2 separate regions of the Sus scrofa genome follow, and region 1 is linked to region 2. Evidence: chromatin contacts called from public HiChIP or PLAC-seq data. All regions are on one chromosome and are shown on one strand. Each heading gives the region's core, a stretch centred on a gene start, on an enhancer-like site or on the middle of the called end of the contact. The rest is flanking DNA. Distances are from core to core; before and after follow the strand shown.

Evidence for each region. HiChIP or PLAC-seq counts read pairs in DNA pulled down with a chosen protein or histone mark.
Region 1: a contact with region 2 is called in an H3K27ac HiChIP or PLAC-seq map of alveolar macrophages. The contact joins two enhancer-like sites. A contact is called at or near these places in 2 of 2 datasets of contacts at active chromatin or transcription factors (alveolar macrophages and skeletal muscle).

What each region holds. Positions count from the first base shown.
Region 1 is chr3:93,525,148-93,529,934 of Sscrofa11.1, forward strand. All of the region lies in intron 8 of TTC7A (tetratricopeptide repeat protein 7A), which reads right to left. Among named protein-coding and RNA genes, the nearest start is that of TTC7A, 64 kb to the right of the region's middle. Within about 2 kb of position 2,249, at least 24 of the 83 cell types and tissues checked have an H3K27ac peak or open chromatin away from gene starts, as enhancers often do. A contact at or near this core is called in alveolar macrophages, where this site is marked.
Region 2 is chr3:93,345,124-93,350,153 of Sscrofa11.1, forward strand. All of the region lies in intron 2 of LOC110260018, which reads left to right. Among named protein-coding and RNA genes, the nearest start is that of CALM2, 24 kb to the right of the region's middle. Within about 2 kb of position 3,433, at least 5 of the 83 cell types and tissues checked have an H3K27ac peak or open chromatin away from gene starts, as enhancers often do. A contact at or near this core is called in alveolar macrophages, where this site is marked.

The DNA of each region.
Region 1 (4,787 bases), core at 999-3,498, 180 kb after region 2:
CCTCTCCAGGAGTCTCCCCGCAACCTGAGGTCTCCACGCTTGGCATCCGCACTCAGGAGGCCTGTAGCTCCGAGTCACCAGGGGGCTGCTCAGGGAGGGGAGCGGCAAGGGGAAAACATGCTTTAGGAGTGGGTGATTCTATACCATCTGAAGCGGGGAGTTTGGTATGACCAAGCCAGAAATCTTGCCATCAGAAACTGGGGTCCTGTTCTGTGGGCTGTGGTCCCACCCCCTCCTGTACACTCACACCCTGGGGACAGCACTCAGGCTCAGGGGTAGCTAAACAGGAGTCACGGGGCTCCCCAAAGGCGGGGGTCAGGCCAGGGATGCTCTGAGTCCATGTCTCCTGCACCTGTGCATGCGCGTGCGCACACACATGCGCACCCACACACACACCCCACACACACACACTCCCCCTCCCCCCACTCTGAGGGCCATGCCTCAGCAGAGGCAAAGCGGGGTTCTAGCCAGACCCACCCTCTGGCTGCTCCCAGCATCTTCCCTCTCCTGCCTCTTCTCCCCTCTGCCAAAAGGGTCTCTTCCCAGCATCCCCTTCCCTCTGCAGAAGGGGCTGAACCCCTTCCATTGAGTTGGGATTCGGCTTCCTTTACTTCCCCATTAAAGACCTCAGATCCAAGGACTCGGCCCTCTTGAAGGAATAAAAAGGAACTGCTGACACTTAAAACCCAGAGCCCGCTGGTCAGATTCAAACACGTCCACAGGTGGTCCTTCCAACCGCCCTCTGGACAAGAGCACTATCCCCTTCTCCAGGTCAGGGGCCAAGGCTCCCGAGGGTGATGGCTTCAGAGGCCTTTGGACTGTAGGTCCTGTCCTGCAGGCCTGAAGTACACTCCCAGAGAGGCTTCTAGAAGCCAAAATGCCTATAAGACCCAAGGATGTGACTCACCCTCTGGGTCATTTCAGCCCAGTGGTTGGGGTTCCTGGTGGCTGCCCTGCCAGACACAATAGGCAAGGGCTGCCCATCGCCCCAATGGACCTGGGACCTGCCCCAGGAAATGGTGCCGGGGATGCCAGGTGATGCCCAGAAGGGCACTGGTGCCAGCCTGGTAAGTAGGAGCTGGTCAGGCTCCAAAGGGTTAATGGAGAGGTACAGAGAGGGAAAGTGCCAGAGAAATCCCCCTCCTTCCTGATGAAATCCACCCACACGGGCACCAACAGGAAGAGAGAAGAAATTCTAAGGAGAGCCTTGGCAGGAGCTATCTCACCGAAGAACACAAAACTCGCTCTGTGCCAGGCCATGTACCTCCCTGCTCCTCCACCTCCGGCAACTTCTTCCCAGCTCTGGTCCCACCAGGCAGTGGCGGGGGGAGGATGGGAGACTGTCCCTGCCCTCAGAGAGGAGCTATGGAACTGGCAGCAGCAGCAGTACCTAGGACACGTATGAACGGAATCTGACCTAGACCTCTGGGCTGGGGGGAAAGGGGGCAGGGCAGGCAGCCCACAGGGGTAGGCCCCCTGCCAGGCACCTCCAGGACTGGGGACCCAGCCATGCAGCCTAGTCTCATGCAGGGGATGGTGGGCAGTGAGCTCTGGTTGGTCTGTCCTCCAAGTGCAGCAGCCCCCACCACCCCCACCAGGGCAGTCTGAGCTCCAGGCCCTGCCCACCGGGCCAGCTTCTCTCCAGCAGGTACCAAGTCCTTTCCTGTGGCTCCCGCTCCTCACCAAGGCCTGTCTTTGTTCCCTTTGTCAACGTGGATGCCTTCTGGCTCCTTCAACTCAACTCGGGGACCCCTTCCTTCTGCCACTGACCCTGACTCATCTTGTCAGGGGAGGCTGGGCGCCCCCCTCATCCTCCCCCCACCCTGAACCCTGGACCCCACTGGCATCAGTCCTCAGGGCAAGGATGCATCTCACTCAACTCTCGCCTCCCAGCCCCAGCAGAGGCCCACACAGGGCACTTACAAGTGACATTCGAGAGAGAGAAAGATTTCTGGGCCTGGTGTGGCAACTTCCTCCTGTTGCCCTAGACCTTGACCTTGACCCAGAACAGTGTCTCTGAATATGCGTGCCTGGTGGGAGGGAGGCGTGGATTTCCAGCACGGGGCTGGGCAAGCACTGGGTCACAGAAGTGGGGATCCCAGGAGCATCTCCTCCGCCTGGGGACAGCCCCTCCCCCAACAGGCAGACAGTGGGGAAGGCACCTTCTCAAGGGTCCTTGGGACTTGGCACTTGTGCCAAGAGGAAAGCGCGGGTCCCCAAAGGACAACCAAAAGCAGAAGTTTGCTGAGAGGTTGCCATGGTTTTGGGGCAGGGCTGCGGTGAACCACTTCAGCGTTTGCAGGGCAGCTGGGCAGCGGGTGTGTATGTAGCCATGGCAACGGGGTGGAGGGGGAGAAGGGGCAGAAAAAAGCAAGGGGGCCGTCCACGCGGTAGGAATTCATGTGCAGCTCAGGAGCCAGAGCAGCCTTCAGTCTCTCTGGGGGCTTCAAGCCCCTGCCCAGGGCGCCCTGGCTGTGCCCCTCCCTCCTCTGCTGGGCTCACCCCGCTTAGGCTGCTTAATACCTCTAGCCCCATCAGCAGCCTGCCTTGAACCAGTCTCAGCCACACTCTTTCTCTTCCACCACTGCAGTGTCTTCACAAGGAAATCTTCCAGATCAAGTGCAGTGACAGACATAAATTACACAGACACTACATGTTCTTAACACCAGACTCCTGACTCGCCTTGGAAGGAGGGCAGGTTGTCGTCCTACACTTTCCCCTGCAAAACCCCCCACTCCTACCACTGGGGGTGCACTTAATCCCAAGCAGGGCTCAGCAGCTGTCCCTGTCCCTAGTCTTGGGCTCTCTGCTGTCCTCCCAGGGGCAGCCTCCCCATACTGAGGGACATTTGCCCCAGGCCTCTGGCCAGCCAGGAAAGGAAAAGCCAAAGAAAAGCCAAACATGCTCCACCTCATCCCCCCACGATTCAGCATGACCCATTGTCTTTGGGCCTCTCCATCCATGAAGCAAACATGGGGCCTCGAGAAAACACCCACAAGGAACACCTCCATTCCCTAAAGCCGGCCAGCCCATGTGAAACTCCTCAGGCAGGGTGGTTCTGGCTCAAATAGCCATTCCTTATGCGTGTGCCATGCGTTTTAGGAGCTGAGTTACCACGGCCGGCATCTCGTCTGGCCTCACAGTAACCCCACAGAGGGGCGGGATGAAATCACGGATGCCCCTTTTGCAGATGGGGAAACCGAGCCCCAGGGGATGAACACACTTGTGCAAGGTCCCCAGGAATTAAGACTGAACCCTCCGGCGGCCAGTCCAGGGCAGCTTCCGCTGCCCTGAGTACCTGCAGCCTCCTGGGCCTCCTCTGCCAGCCCCATTTCTGACAACGCTGGCTGCAGGGCCCTGGACGGCACTGACCTTCACTTTGCCCAGCCTCGTCTCTCCTCTCTGATCCTGCAAACAAACAGGGTAGGAGGAGGGAACCAACTTGCGGAGCACTTTCTAAGTGGTATCTCATAATACAACGACCAGCTCCTGTTCTATTGTCCGATTTTATAGATGAGAAAACCGAGGCCCAGACAGACCAGGGAGGCTCCCTGAGGCATACAAACAGGGGGTTCAGGACCCTGACTAGAACACAGACATTCTGACTTCACTCTGGCTCTTCCCTTGCCTCTAAGTGCCTCCGTTCATGCCACCAGAGGCCTGGGATGGCTCTGCCTAGGGAAGCACCAAAGCAAAACATAAGGCTGGGCTTTCTCATTCAGGCACCAGATGCTGCTTCTCTGCGGAGAACAAGCCCCTTGGACATGTGTCCAGGGCTCTGCTCAGCCCTGTCCTTGGAGACTGCCTCTGATCTGGTCAAGAACCAGCCTCAGGGTCTGCCACTCACCCCCCAACAACCATCACCCCAGGAAGAAGCCTCCTGGCGGCATCTGGCATGGGGCTTGCCCCTCCCTGGAGGATGCTGTCAGAGCCTGCCCGTGCTGTCACTTGTCCCCCACCAGCAGACATAATTATCACCAGATCTCCAGCTGCCAGTCTACAGAGCCAAGAAATAACATGCTGTGATGTGTCCCACCCTCCCAGGGTCCCTGGCCAGCCCCATGCCAGGCCCTGCTCCCCTGTGCCTTGGGCTCCTGAAGCAGAAATCATCCCACCAGTGAGGGCACAAGGCTCTCCCACCTCTACTGTCCCCAGTGACCTGAGCTGGCAGCGCTAACTGACCCTTTTCCTTTGCAGCACAGCAGGGCCTCATGTTAGAGCAAACCGGGTGCCAGAAGCTAGAACAACCTGTGCTCATCCGCCAAGTCCCAAATGGAATCAAGCCCAGGAAGCTTTTTTTTTTTTTTTTTTTTTTTTTAAATCAAATGGCATCCTCAAACCAATTTTCCTCCCAACCAGACCTGAACCCAAATGTTTTCTAAAATGACTGAGTCATGGAGTTCCTGTCGTGGCGCAGCGGAAACAAATCCGACTAGGAATGAGGTTTGGTCCCTGGCCTCATTCAGTGGGCTAAGGATCTGGCGTTGCCATGAGCTATGGTGTAGGTCGCAGACGCGGCTTGGATCTGGTGTTGCTGTGGTTGTGGTGTAGGCCGGCAGCTGTAGCTCCAATTAGACCCCTGGCCTGGGAACCTCCATGTGCCGCAGATGCAATCCTAAAAAGACAAAAGACAAATAAAATGACTGAGTCAGAACCAAGTATTTAACAGGATGAAATGAATACGCACTGAACATCCACAATGTACCAGGCATTTTCACATTCATTTCCTTATGCCAGCCACCCCATCACTGCAAGAGAGACCTGATTCAGGAGAGACCCTATTTGCT
Region 2 (5,030 bases), core at 2,183-4,682:
GTGTGTGTGTGTGTGTGTTTCCACTCCTCTCCACCAGTACTAAAGGTGATAGTTTCTGTTACTCTTCCCTCTCAGATTAAGATTTTGTTTCCATCAGGAGATGGAGCGAAAGGCCCAGGAGACTTCTGTGTCCCAACCACAGCGGCTACGTTACCCTTCCCCAGGCCAGCTCCGTCAGGGAAGCTTCCAGAATCCAGCGCCATCTTCCCCGTGAGCAACTGGTGGAGTGCTAGGGGGAAAGCCTGCCCCCTTATGTACTGCTCCTAGGGGTGGGACACGCCCCTGGTTTCCACATTTCGATGCATCAATGTATCAACTACTCTCAGTTTATCCAGTGTTGATGAGAAGGGAAATGCCGTGATCCTCATGACTGGCTGGGTGGAGGAGTAGAGACTAGAATTCTGAAAAACTGTCCCCTTCCCACCTTGGCTGCAGATCGACAGACGATTCTTCTGTGTGTTAGGCAGAGATTTTTCTTTATCTTGAAGATGAGTGATACATGGAGGAACTCTAGTATATAGAGAAAGGAACAAAGATAAGATGAATCCACACTAAAAAGACACCTTAATCTTAATTTGTTTGACCAGGTAATTTTTGCCTTTGGGTATAATTTTTTGTTGTTGAGAGTCATTGCTTCACAGATCACATGTTACGGGGAAGACAGTGAAATTAAAGATGTTCTCTCTGTGTGTGTCTTGGACTTGATTGACAGCCATGCCCTCCATACATAGTAGAAAACACATTTCCTGGAAGCTCCAAAATCATGGGCTTGAACCTCGGGAAAAGATAGACCTTATCGGATTTCCCATCGTGGCGCAAATCCGGTAAGTTCCGTGGCAGATTTCCTGTTAATGAATCCAACTAGGAACCATGAGGTTGCGGGTTGGATCCCTGGCCTTGCTCAGTGGGTTAAGGATCTGGCATTGCCGTGAGCTGTGGTGTGGGTTGCAGATGCAGCTCAGATCCCGAGTTGTTGTGGGTGTGGTGTAGGCTGGTGGCTACAGCTCCGATTCGACCCCTAGCCTGGGAATCTCCATATGCTGCGGGAGTGGCCCAAGAAATGGCAAAAAGACAAATATATATATATATAAAATATATATATAGAACTTATCAATTCAAAAATCTTGCCCTGTTCTTTCTGCAGGGATGATTATATATTAGGTTGATTCTTATTCTTGGCGGCCTGGGGATGAAGAGAATGTCTGTGGTGTCTGGAATGTTCCTCACCCAAAATCACATCTGTCAGCCAGCTCCCGAGTTTGTGCTAAGAGGCACATGATGACACGACATCAAATGGGGCAAACAGGTTCGTTTCCCATTTCGAAGAGCTGGACAATGTTGAACTTGGAGAGATTACATCTAGGCAAGATTGTGCTTGTGTCTGATCCACACAGCTCCCTTTCTTGGTCCACAGTGTTGTCGTAACCAGGGAAAATCTTGCTCATCTTTAGAGGTGAAACACCCTAGGCATTTTCCTGCTGCAGTGACACCAGCTCCGATGTGGGCCTCTTCTCGCTTGCCAGATGCGTAGGAGTCACTCAGCCAGTTCTGAGGCTTTTTTCAGAGGAAGTTGTTCCATATGTATCTGTACGTTCAGTATGTTCATGGGAGGAGGTGAGTTCAGGCTTCTCTGACGTCCCCATCTTGAACCCCTTTTCTTTCTTTTTTTCATGTGGCTCTGTCTCTACATCTATTTCTCTTGGACACTGACACACAGTTTTTAAAATTACAGGTAAAGGAAGTGAGAGACATACATCCTGTGCTGTTTTAAGGCAGGCTAATTTCTTGCCATTTCTTAATGACTGTATTTATTTTCCTTTAACCTCACATGCCGTTTCCTAACACATTGCCCCAGTGCACTGATTCAGTTCATTAGACAGTGGTTCACAAACTTGTCTGCACCTTAGATTCAAGGGGAGCTTCAGCAAATACTAATGCCTGTGTACCAGGCATTAGCGACATCACGGAGCTGCGGGATGCTCTGGGCTTTGGAAATTTATAAAGATTCCTAAATGATTCTGATTCATGGCCAGGTTTGGGAATCACTTTTCTTCTTCTTCTCTCTCTCTCTCTTTTTTTTTTTTTTTTTTTGGTTTTTAGGGCCACACCCACAGCATATGGATGTTCCCAGGCAAGGGGTCTAATCAGAGCTATAGCCACTGGCCTATACCACAGCCACAGCAATTCGGGCTCCGAGTCACATCTGTGACCTACACCACAGCTCATGGCAATGCCAGATCCTTAACCCGCTGAGCGAGGCCAGGGATTGAACCTGCGCCCTCATGGATACTAGTCAGATTCATTTCCACTGAGCCATGATAGGAACCCCACTTTTCTTTTTCTTTACCAAAAAAAAAAAAAAAAAAAAAAAATCTAGTTCTAATCATCTGGGAGCTAATTCCCAGCTAGGCTCTCATCAGAAGCATTTCCCTTATAAATCGCTGTAGGAAACAGCAGGAGATTAATCCTAAATCTATCTCTTCTCCTACTGTGATTGCCTTGGTCTTTATCAGGTTTGTTGAAACCCTTTCTACTACAATGGAAAAAATAAAAATCATTAAAAAAAAAAAAAGAAAGAAAGAAAGAAAGAGGAGTTCCTATCATGGTGGAGTGGGGACGAATCCAACTAGGAACCTTGAGGTTGTGGGTTTGATCCCTGGCCTCGCTCAGTGGATCCAGCACTCCCGTGAGTGTGTAGGTCACAGGCAAGGCTCGGACCTGGTGTGGCCATGGCTGTAGTGTAGGCCGGCAGCTGTAGCTCTGACTAGACCCCTAGCCTGGGAACCTCCACGTGCTGCGGGTACAGCCCTAAAAAGCAAAAAAAAAAAAAAAGAAAGAAACACTTTCTGATAAGTGCAGGGACTCCATTAATCTGCATACACATTTCCTGTTCTGCTGTGTCTTCCCTCTAATAATTTAGTTACGATTTGCATGATACCTTTTTTTTATTTTTTCCAATTCAAATGGCTTCTCACTGTACCTGAGTGGCTGGCTGCGTCTCTCTACCTGCTGTCTTCATGTCTGGGTAGACAAAATTTGCCTGTCTACTTGTGTCACCTCCATCTTCTGGATCTCGCCAGCCAGCTTGGCAAGCTTGCTCCAAGGGTTGCTTGGGCTACGCCTCAGGCTGGGATGTTTCACAATTTGGAGCCAGACTTGGTAAAGCAATTCCACACTTCTGCGTCTGTCTATTTCTGCCTGACTGGGGGCAGATTAAATCTGCTTTCGCTTCTGTAATATAAGCACATTCGATTAGGGACCCTCTGGTGGTTAGAGTCCATACCATATGGACTTTTATTAGGAGCTAGGGCAGATACGAACCTGAATACAAATTCTCTGGGGCCTTTTGGGCCACCCTTTGACCCAAGGGAGTCTATGGACATCATCTCAACATAGATCTGAATGTTCAAGTAAAGACTAAGACTGCTGTTTCATCAGGGCCTTGTCTCCACTTAGCATGAGTCACTGTCTTTCATCTGCCTTGGCCCCGCGGGTTGATAACACCATCTGATTTCCGGGGAGTGGGGATGACAGAAGAATAGATGCTTTCAGCTGAAGCATTGCTGAGTCCTGGGCTGTTTTAGGCCACATGGGGCCTCAGCGCAGAACAGTCCTTATTCTCATCTTTCTACGTGGTTCATTACCTCTCTCATTGGCTAGAGCCAGAGTGTCCATGCCAGCCAAGGGTAAGCGTTCAAACTCACCCATGTCATCAACAAAGGGCCAAAATCATTCTTTCTCTTTTAAGTTAAAATACTTCTTAATTTTTTCAGTTGTTTAAATTCTTTTATGCTGGAGTTCCCGTCGTGGCACAGTGGAAACGAATCTGACTAGAAACCTTGAGCTTGCAGGTTCAGTCCCTGGCCTTGCTCAGTGGGTTAAGGATCCAGCATTGCCTTGAGCTATGGTGTAGGTCGCAGATGTGGCTCAGATCTGGCTTTGCTGTGACTGTGGTGTAGGCTGGCAGCTACAGCTCCAATTAGACCCCTAGCCTGGGAACCTCCATATGCGATGCGGGCGGCCCTAAAAAGACAAAAAAGACAAAATAAATAAATAAATAAATTCTTATATGCTTTGTCTCTTTGAAGACAGCTATTGTTATATTAAACTATAGTTTTAGGTATTTCAAGGAAATTTACTATTACTTTTAGTGACTGAAACATAAAGGCATTTTCTCCCGCTTTACCTCTGCTTCAGGAACCCAGGAGAAGTTGAGAAAGTATATGATGCCCAAGGCCACTGTGGTTTCTCTAGATGAGGGTAAACATGGGACATTTCACTTATGTATTATTAATGCAGCATCACTATTAATAATAACTGAATCTATTGAGCATTTACTACGTGCCAGACACTTTGCTATGCTCTTCCCATAATTTATTTCAATTACTTCTTGTCCCACCCTACAAAGTAGGTAATATTTATTATCTCCTTTTTACATATGAGGACGTAGGAACTTAGGGAATTTAAAGCCTACACAGCTAGTAAATGGTAGGATCAGAACTCGAACCTATCCTGACTACTGTTCTTAATCTCTAGGGTTTTGGGATGATCTCCTTTTATAGAAATGCTGTCCTTAAATCCCAGTGGCACACCTTTCTCTGATTTTAAAAACTAAGACCAGGAGTTCCTTGGCGGCTCAGTGCGTGAAGGATCTGGTATTGTCACTGCAGTGGCTCAGGTGGATGCTGTGGTACAGGTTCAATCCCTGACTCAGGAACTTCCACAGACTGTGGGCATGACCAAAAAACCCCACAAAAAAATAAGGCCAGTATGATTGTTGGGGTTGTAAATATGAAGGATTGATGCATATAGCAGTCACTTGAAAAATAATTATCGAGGGAGTTCCTGACGTGGCACAGCGGAAATGAAGCTGACTAGGAACCATGAGGTTGCCGGTTCAATCCCTGGCCTTGCTCAACGGGTTGAGGATCCGGCGTTGCCATGAGCTGTGGTGTAGGTCGCACACGCAGCTCAGATCTGGTGTTGCTGTGGCTCTGGCGTAGGCTGGTGGCTACAGCTCCGATTAGACC